Regions from separate parts of the Hordeum vulgare genome. Here region 2 is linked to region 1. Evidence: chromatin contacts called from public Hi-C data. All regions are on one chromosome and are shown on one strand. Each heading gives the region's core, a stretch centred on a gene start, on an enhancer-like site or on the middle of the called end of the contact. The rest is flanking DNA. Distances are from core to core; before and after follow the strand shown. Region 1 holds the start of LOC123448754 (protein ETHYLENE-INSENSITIVE 3-like 1a). Region 2 has its middle 200 kb from the start of LOC123448754.

The links. A called contact is a pair of places that touch in the nucleus more often than the background predicts.
Region 2: a Hi-C map of leaf shows a contact between it and region 1, with 2.5 times the contacts expected there. The contact joins the enhancer-like site here to the promoter of LOC123448754 in region 1. A contact is called at or near these places in 2 of 6 Hi-C or Micro-C datasets (leaf and seedling) and 1 of 1 datasets of contacts at active chromatin or transcription factors (embryo).

Annotation. Positions count from the first base shown.
Region 1 is chr4H:407,695,165-407,699,132 of MorexV3_pseudomolecules_assembly, reverse strand. It overlaps LOC123448754 (protein ETHYLENE-INSENSITIVE 3-like 1a), which reads left to right and starts at 2,698. Exons shown (of 2, transcript XM_045125751.1): 1 at 2,698-2,969.
Region 2 is chr4H:407,889,717-407,893,736 of MorexV3_pseudomolecules_assembly, reverse strand. No RefSeq gene overlaps it. Among protein-coding and RNA genes, the nearest start is that of LOC123448754, 200 kb to the right of the region's middle. Within about 2 kb of position 2,711, at least 3 of the 3 cell types and tissues checked have open chromatin away from gene starts, as enhancers often do. A contact at or near this core is called in leaf and seedling, where this site is marked.

The sequences.
Region 1 (3,968 bases), core at 1,449-3,948:
GATGTAAATTTGGCCAAAACAAATTAGGACATGATGTAAAAAATAGCTTCGGCGATCCATATATACATCAGCACGAGTGGTGATGCAAAACGCGAAAGCTGCGCGCGCGACTCCAACCACCGCGGGAAAGGTTCATCCCACCCGCTCGCCTCCCGTGATCAATCGCACCGTCGGCGGTCCACTGTGATGTCGACGCCTCCGCTCCTCCTCGCGGGTGTGGCGCCCATCGCCGGTTCGATTCCTGTCGTCGGCGGCCGCTCCGCCACTTTTCGCCACCTCCGTTCCCCTGTCCGCGGTGGTAGAAGTGGTAGATTTGCTCCTCCCCGACCTGTCAGTGTCGTCGATGAGATGAAGAAGAAATCCACGACCGGTCATAGACATGGAGGAGCCGTGTCCAGAAACCACCATCTAGGTCAAAGAAGGCGACCGCGATGGCTGCTGCAGATGCAACGTCTACGACGGTTGTGGTCGCGACACCGTCCACGGTGACAAGCACGCCGACTCTTCCGGCAATTGATCCCTTCTTTGCTGAAGAAGGGTAAATTTTTTCATGTTTTTCATTAGCATGTTGTTTATATGATTTAGTTGTTCATGTTTATAATGTAGCATTGATGATGAATCATTTTTACAATATACAAATGTTGGCAATCAAGATTTTCCTAGTCAAGATTTTGAAGAACATGATCATGAAGATAATCTTGACATAGAAGATGAAGATTTTGTTAACTCGAAGGGTAGAGTTGTGAATTATAGCAATGAAGAAATGTGTTGATTTGCATGACATGGAAGAGAGTTTCTATTGATGCGGTTGTTGGAACCAATCAAGCGTCCAACACATATTGGTTGAGGATGAAGGATTTTTTTGCGAGTGAAACACTAGTGGGTTTGTACGATCGTATGTTTCCCTCCGTCACCGATGGAACACTATTAATAGTGAATGTAAAAAGTGGTCTGCTTGTTTGGCAAATGTGGAAAAAAATGAATCCAAATGGTTGTAACTATGATGATCAGGTGAAATTTACTTGTTTGCTTTCTATTTAATGTAAGTATTGCACTTGCTTTCTATTTTATGTCTAACACAATCTGGTTTATATTTCATGTAGGTAAGCATTGCTCAAGGTTTATTCCAAAGAAAAGGGAAGAAAGGAGATAAGAAGAAGAAAGGGGGACCATTTACATTACATCATTGTTGCAGTGAGCTTGAAAATGAGGAGAAGTGGAAGAACAGGGATTTGTATGAAATTCCAAACAAGAGAAAGGCGGTGGAGATTGATGAAGACGATGAGAATGATGGAAGTGGTGAAGACAACGTTGCCAAACCCAAGACAAAGAGGTCAGATGGAAGGAAGAAATAGAAAGGCTCAAAAGTAGGAGATAGTGATCTCAAAGAGGGGTTTGAAGCAATAGTGAATGCACACAAGGAGTATGCCAAAGAGAAGAAGATGCTCAAGTTACAAGAAATAAAGGCAAGGAATGCATCCGAGGAGAGGAAGATTGCGGCAGATGAGAGGAGGGCCGACATCGAGGAGCGCAAGGTGGAGCTGGAAGAGAGGAAGTTGGCGGTCGAGGAGCGCAAACTTAAGGAGGAAAGAGAGCAAAAGTTTATGTTCATGGATACATGTGGTATGGATGCGAAGGAGAAGACACATATTGATCTTTGTCATGATCAAATGTTGGCAATGAAACAAATGAGCATGATGAACATGATGGGAGATCATATGGTGCACAAATGGGAGGAGGTATGAATGCCACTATGGGAGGATACATGATCATGATGGGTGGAGGTATGAATGCCGGCATGGGAGGATACGACTATGATGTATATGTAGGTGGCAATATGACTCCCAATGTTGCTACGACAATGAATGGTTCGGAGACCGTGCAAGAAGAGAAAGATAGCAATTGCGACAAGGAGAAGATCGACGAATAAGAAGCTGAAGTTTGAGTGCCTTTTATTTATCTATTTTATTGTTTAAATATAAAACTTTTGTTTGAAATACTTTCGGGCACTATGTTTGTGTGGATTATTTTGGTGTGATGCACTTTATTTGTGGTTAAGATATGTATTTTGTGTTCAATTATATATTTGTTTGATAAAGTTTAGTATAAAATGGGTGAGGCCACCCTTTATTTTAGATTATTTATTGGAAACCTCGTGCCTTATTTTACATCATCTATTAAAGCTCGACACCTTCGATGCACCAAACAACACGTTTTTGCTGATGTATATTTTACATCATTGTGTTTTTGTCTCCTATTTTACATCACCTCATCTATTGGAGATGCTCTAAGCCCCGAAATGAGCAAAATGGTGCAAGAAAACGTCCCCTAGGAAGAAGACTTCTCGCGAGCTGCTGCGCGCAGAAGATCATGGCCCACAGCCAACCAAGTCTGGAGAGAGTCCACGATAGGGCAAAACAGTAAACTTGGCTCCAAACCTGTAGCGGCATTGTCCGTAGCTCACGCGCTCCCGCGGCGGTCGGACCCCACGTTACGGAGCGCACCGACTGGGACCCCACGCGTCACAGGGAGAGAGGCCACCAGACCTTTTCTTTAACCTCGCCGAGGCCGGGCGGCGCGCTGTCGCGGCCGTGAAATTTCACTTACCACATCGCAGCGCAGCGGCGGTTCGTGCGTGGGACTAGCACCATTTTTGCTCTATAATATAAAGGAAAGGGGGCGATTATAAGATGGAAGGGGTCCCTGTCGCTGTTGCGCCCGAGCGCCACCCACACCCACTTGCCGCCTATTAGCTGCTGCTTTGTGCTCTTGCGCCGTGGTCTCCTCCCCCCCTTCCCTTGGCCTGTTCTTATCTCATCTCCCCTCTCCTCTCCTCGTGCCTTCTTCTCTCCCCCTTTCCCCCACCCTCCCTTCGCTGTTCTTCTCTCCGCCCCTCTTCCTAGCTCTCCCAGGTCATGGCAAAGGTGAAAACCGGATAAAAACTAGAAGTGGGAGGGAGATCGACGCAGGTGAGCTCATGCTGCCCTCCCTGCCATCTCCCTTTTGCGTTCATGTGTGCCTTCATCATATGCTTCTTCTTCCTAATCTATCCCTTTATCATGTGTTTTGTCCGTGCTCTTGATTGGCTAGGACCTCTGCGATAGGCTAGCTATATGCGACCATGCTTCCTTCTTTTGGGTATTTTTTTTCTCTCTGGATATTTTCCGGGGTCCGTCCTAGAGTTGCTTCTGCAGCAGTTATCAATTCCAGTTTGTGCTTCTTCGCTCTTCTTTTTCATTGCTCTGGGGAGATATTTTTGGACAAGTCCAATTACAAGAGTTCCCTTCTTTCTTTTCTTTTGGAAATCTGGAATATATAGTAGTAGCACCTAGCGTTTTTGGAAGGATTTTATTTTGTTTTGTCAGCAAGGAATGGAATGCTATTCCTGTTTTCTCTTCTCAGGAGAGGGAAAATTTCCCGTCTCTTCTCCATTTTGATGCCTGCTTGATCCATTTTCTCTATTGTTATCTTCCCCTTTTGTAGACTATACTACTACTTTGTTTCCTTTTCGGTGAGCACATGGGTACATGTTCTTGTTTCCAACTGTCGATACATGTTTGGCTAGGTAGTACAAATAAATGTTCTTAAAAAAAAGGTAGTACAGGTAAATATCATCACATAAAAGATGGCTTTCTCCCCTTGAAAAGTGGAGTGTCCCCCCTGCTTTCTGATCATTTTCGCCAAGCCCATGTGATTGGATCAGAGCAATCTTTCATACGCTTAAACATGATCAGTAGAAAGAAAGAAAACACATGCTTCAGTTCCTTCCTTGATCTGCTATGCTAGGACCCGTTAAAATCATGAAGAAAAATAATTATGTTTGGTAAAACCCATAGATGCGTTCATCACTGCTTCAATTATTTGGCTCGTTCTTCCGTTAGCGTTTTATATATATGGTCATGCATAACACACCCATTTCTGTTAGTTATGCCGTCCGATATGATCATGTCAGAGAGAAAAAGAAGATA
Region 2 (4,020 bases), core at 1,462-3,961, 190 kb before region 1:
AAAATGTTAAATGTGTATTCAAAAAGTGTTCCTAACATATATGGGAAATATATAATGTGTATGTGAAAAATTAGTCGTCAAGCATACATTTAAAAAAATGTTCATCATGTATTTGGAAAATGCTAAACATGTATAAAAATTGTTTACGAGAAAGTACAATGTGCATGACTAAGGTATTGATAAAATACAGATATTTCAAAACTGTTACTCATCTGTTTCTAAATTGTGAAACATGTATACAAACATATTTCCGATGTATATAAAAGATGTACAGTGTGTGACAGAAAAGTAGATATCAAAAACATATATTTCAAAAATATTAAACATGCATAGAAATAATTTTCCTAATATATATAAAATATATACATGTGCATGAAATTTATTACCTGATGTATACGAAAAATGTAAATTGTGTATGAAAAAACTAGACCTGTGTTAAAAAATGATAAAGAAGCAAAGAAAACAAAAACAAAATAAAACCAGAAAAAAGATAGGAAATGTGAAGATAAATAATTAACAACGATAAAGAAAGGAAATGAAAGGGAAAAAGAAAAAGAAAAATAGAGGAAGGCAATAAAAATAGAAAAAAGAAAAAAAACTCAAAGAGAAAGAGGAAATAAAAAAACCAAAAAAGTAATATAAAATAAAATAAAATTGAGCATTGTAACCAGTGGGAAAACTAGCTATTGTGTTGTGCCGGCCGAATACTGTAGCACACGGAAATGCTTCAGGCGAGACAGAATCTATACACTTGCTAACTGTAAGCAAGTTTTGCACTCCCAAGCGAGCGACGGGTAAAATGAGCGTGCGTTATTAGGCTGCGGCCTTCATAGGAATTTGCAAGCCCAACGATCACACACGATCGGGCGACTAAAAAGATAGAGTGAAAAAGGAAAAAAAATACCTTGGCTATATTTCAACCCGCACATCCCTGAGGCTGCGCAATTTAACCGTGGTTAAATAGTTAGGAGAACAGTATTATCTCAAATCTATCTAAGTTTAAATTTTCGAATTTGACATTGGTGTTTGTATTTTTCTAGATTTATTTCAGCTCTTTTGATGATGTGTGATCAGTGGGAGGAGACAATCCTGTTAACTACGAAAACATATATGACGACTTTGTTAATTTTAAAATATTATGCCAATTTAGTCATTTAAAGATGTTCATACATGTACGATGTAGATATGTGTGTTTATAAAGATAAAAGGATGTGCATATGTTTCGGTTTTCATTTGTGTTAAAAAAAATGCTCAGACGCACAAAATTACTTTTCTTAGTTCATGATTTCACATGCCTCTGGGCTTTGGTCGCTCCAGATGGCACGTAAATATATTCGCTCAAGTGTTGCATCTGATCATGTGAGGCGTACCAAAGTGTGGCATGTACATACCACGCCTAGTTCCAGCTAGATGTACATTATCCCTTTTTTGCGGGAATGCATATATACTACTCCCGTCGATCCATAATACTTCTTCCATTTATAAATATAAGTTTTTTTATAGATTTTAATATAAAGTGTATACGTGTAAAACAAGTGAATATATACTCTAAAATATTTTATATATTCTTATGTATTTTATATTAAAATCTGTAGAAATATTTATATTTAGAAACGAATGTGGAGTATAAGACAAATCTTGAAAAACGTCTTACATTATGGAATACATGTGATCAAATTTCGCTTGTGTACATGAACCTAGCGAAACCGCGTTAGCAAGCACACGCTCTCTTATCGATTAGAGTAAACCAGAATCTGAAATTTCTTGGCCTCATCAAAGCACGCACCACCAAGAAACCCGATCATAAGCAAAGGGTTATAATCAGCTGCAGAGGTGCACGGACGTGAACGCGAGATCTCCAGTAGATCGCAGCAGCTAGCAGAGCACTGAACGTAGACAGGCAGGGGCACGATTCAGACAGCGAAGCGGAATCCCTATGCTGCCAACTCCAGCCTACACCGCATGCGTTAACCCCAGGCGATTTAACAACGAAATCCGCCCGGGATCCACATAAGAAATGGCCATCGGATGCAGCGTCTGCCTGACCGGAGGGAGCACATCGCCCGCCAAGTGGCCATTGACAAATGGGTGGCTGGCTCGGTTTCGCGTTGCTGCTCCGTGTAACATGCAACTGTCTGCCGCAGCGGTTGTGCAGAGAACCTGGTACCCTTGGCTTGCGCTGGGAACTTTGGACGGGAAGATGGCAAGCGGCATGTGCATTTTTATCCCCGGCAGCGGGTAGCAGGGAGCGTTTTGGGGTGTTGCGCCAAGCAAGATCAGATCAGGCCCCTCGATTAGTGGCGACTCGTCGTCAATAAATGGCAACCACGCCATTGTCGGCCTAACCTCAAAATAATTGTTACTACAAACAAGTCACCCCAAGTTTTTGGGTAGAATGCCATAGTGCCTAATAGTACATACAGTAAAAAGAATACTACCCCATGTAGTACTATTGTGCAGTTCCGGCAGTCTTCTTGCTAATGAAGGCTGGCCGCAAATCGGAGCTCGTCATGTGCATATATCTGTAGTACGAATTTGGCCCTTCATTCACCCCAATGGTTTACATGAATAATTAACAGTTGATGGTCCCAAAGAGGCGTAGCAATTCAGGGCATGTTTTGGTGAATCAAGAAGTGAGAAAAAACCCTAAGCTGGCACCTCCGTGTATACGCACGCTTGTGCATACTACTTGTCCCTCCGCTCGGCAACATGACCAGGCTGGACTGACAGATACGACTTAACTAACTGGAGATGGGACACGTATACACGGCTCCGTATAAATACTACCACAAAACAGGAGATGTATAGTGTATCTTAAAAAGGACACCCTGTTTCAATCATTAGTACTGCATCCTTATATATGAATGTATAGTCTATAGCTCGTGGCAGATTGCAAGGTTGACTTGTCTCTAAACACGAGTTTACAAATATTAGATTTGGGCGATCAAATCCAGAAGATACTTTTCCTGCCAAAAAATAAATAAATCCAGAAGATGCTTGACTAAGTTTTTCCAACTGTAAAGTATATCCATGTTGCATAAGATGAGAAGATAAGTTAAAATTACATAATCCTCCTGTTGGTCGGGAATTTTTTTTCTTTTGAAAGATGTGGCCGGGAAAATTACTTAGAACCTAAAGTGGTAGTATCAATTGCGTCAATAATCGCAAAGTTGGAAGTGGCGCACATCCTTAGGTTTAATTTTTGGAAATCATAACCGGCTACGGCAGATATATGGCAGTTGCTAGCGAACGCCGTCTCTCCTGTTGGATTCGGTTGCACGAATCTTGGCATAACATTGGATCCACGTCAGATTTTTAAAATAGTTCGTTGTATGATAAATGCCAGCAAACATGTTAGAAATCAAAAACACTACACCACCACCGTTGTAGCTGGCCAGGCGCCCTCACACCTAGAAGACTTAGGGCTAGTTCTTTTGATAGCTTTTTTGGGCTTTTAGAATAAGCTACCCCTTACCCAGCTTATTCTAGAAGCCCAACTAATTTTTTTTCTTTTAAAAGCCTAACAATCAAGACTTGATTAGTAGGCTTCTAAAAGAATATATTTGATTGGGCTTGTAGAATAAGCTGAGTAGGGGTAGCTTATTTCAGCTTATTCTAGAAGCTACGAAAAGAACTGATCCTTAGGATTGAGTCCGAGGCTCCTTTTTTTCACCAGATGACATTTTATAGAAAAAATAATAGCATAGTAGTTTACAATTTTTTGAACTACGTCACATGACATTTTAAGAATCCCCCTTTTTAATTTTTTTGTACATGTCATTTTTCAAATTAAGAGATTGCATTTTTTATTTATTAAGGATGGGATTTTTATATTAAGAGATGGTATTTTCTATCTCAAGAGATGGCGTTTTTTATTTTAGAGATAACATTTTTATTATCAAAGAGATGACTCTTTTTGTGTGATGCTTAAATGTCATCATTTTTTAAATATGCAATTTTTTATTTAAGGGGGCGAGAGTGATGCATATTTTTATTTAAGAGATGTCATTTTTTATTAAG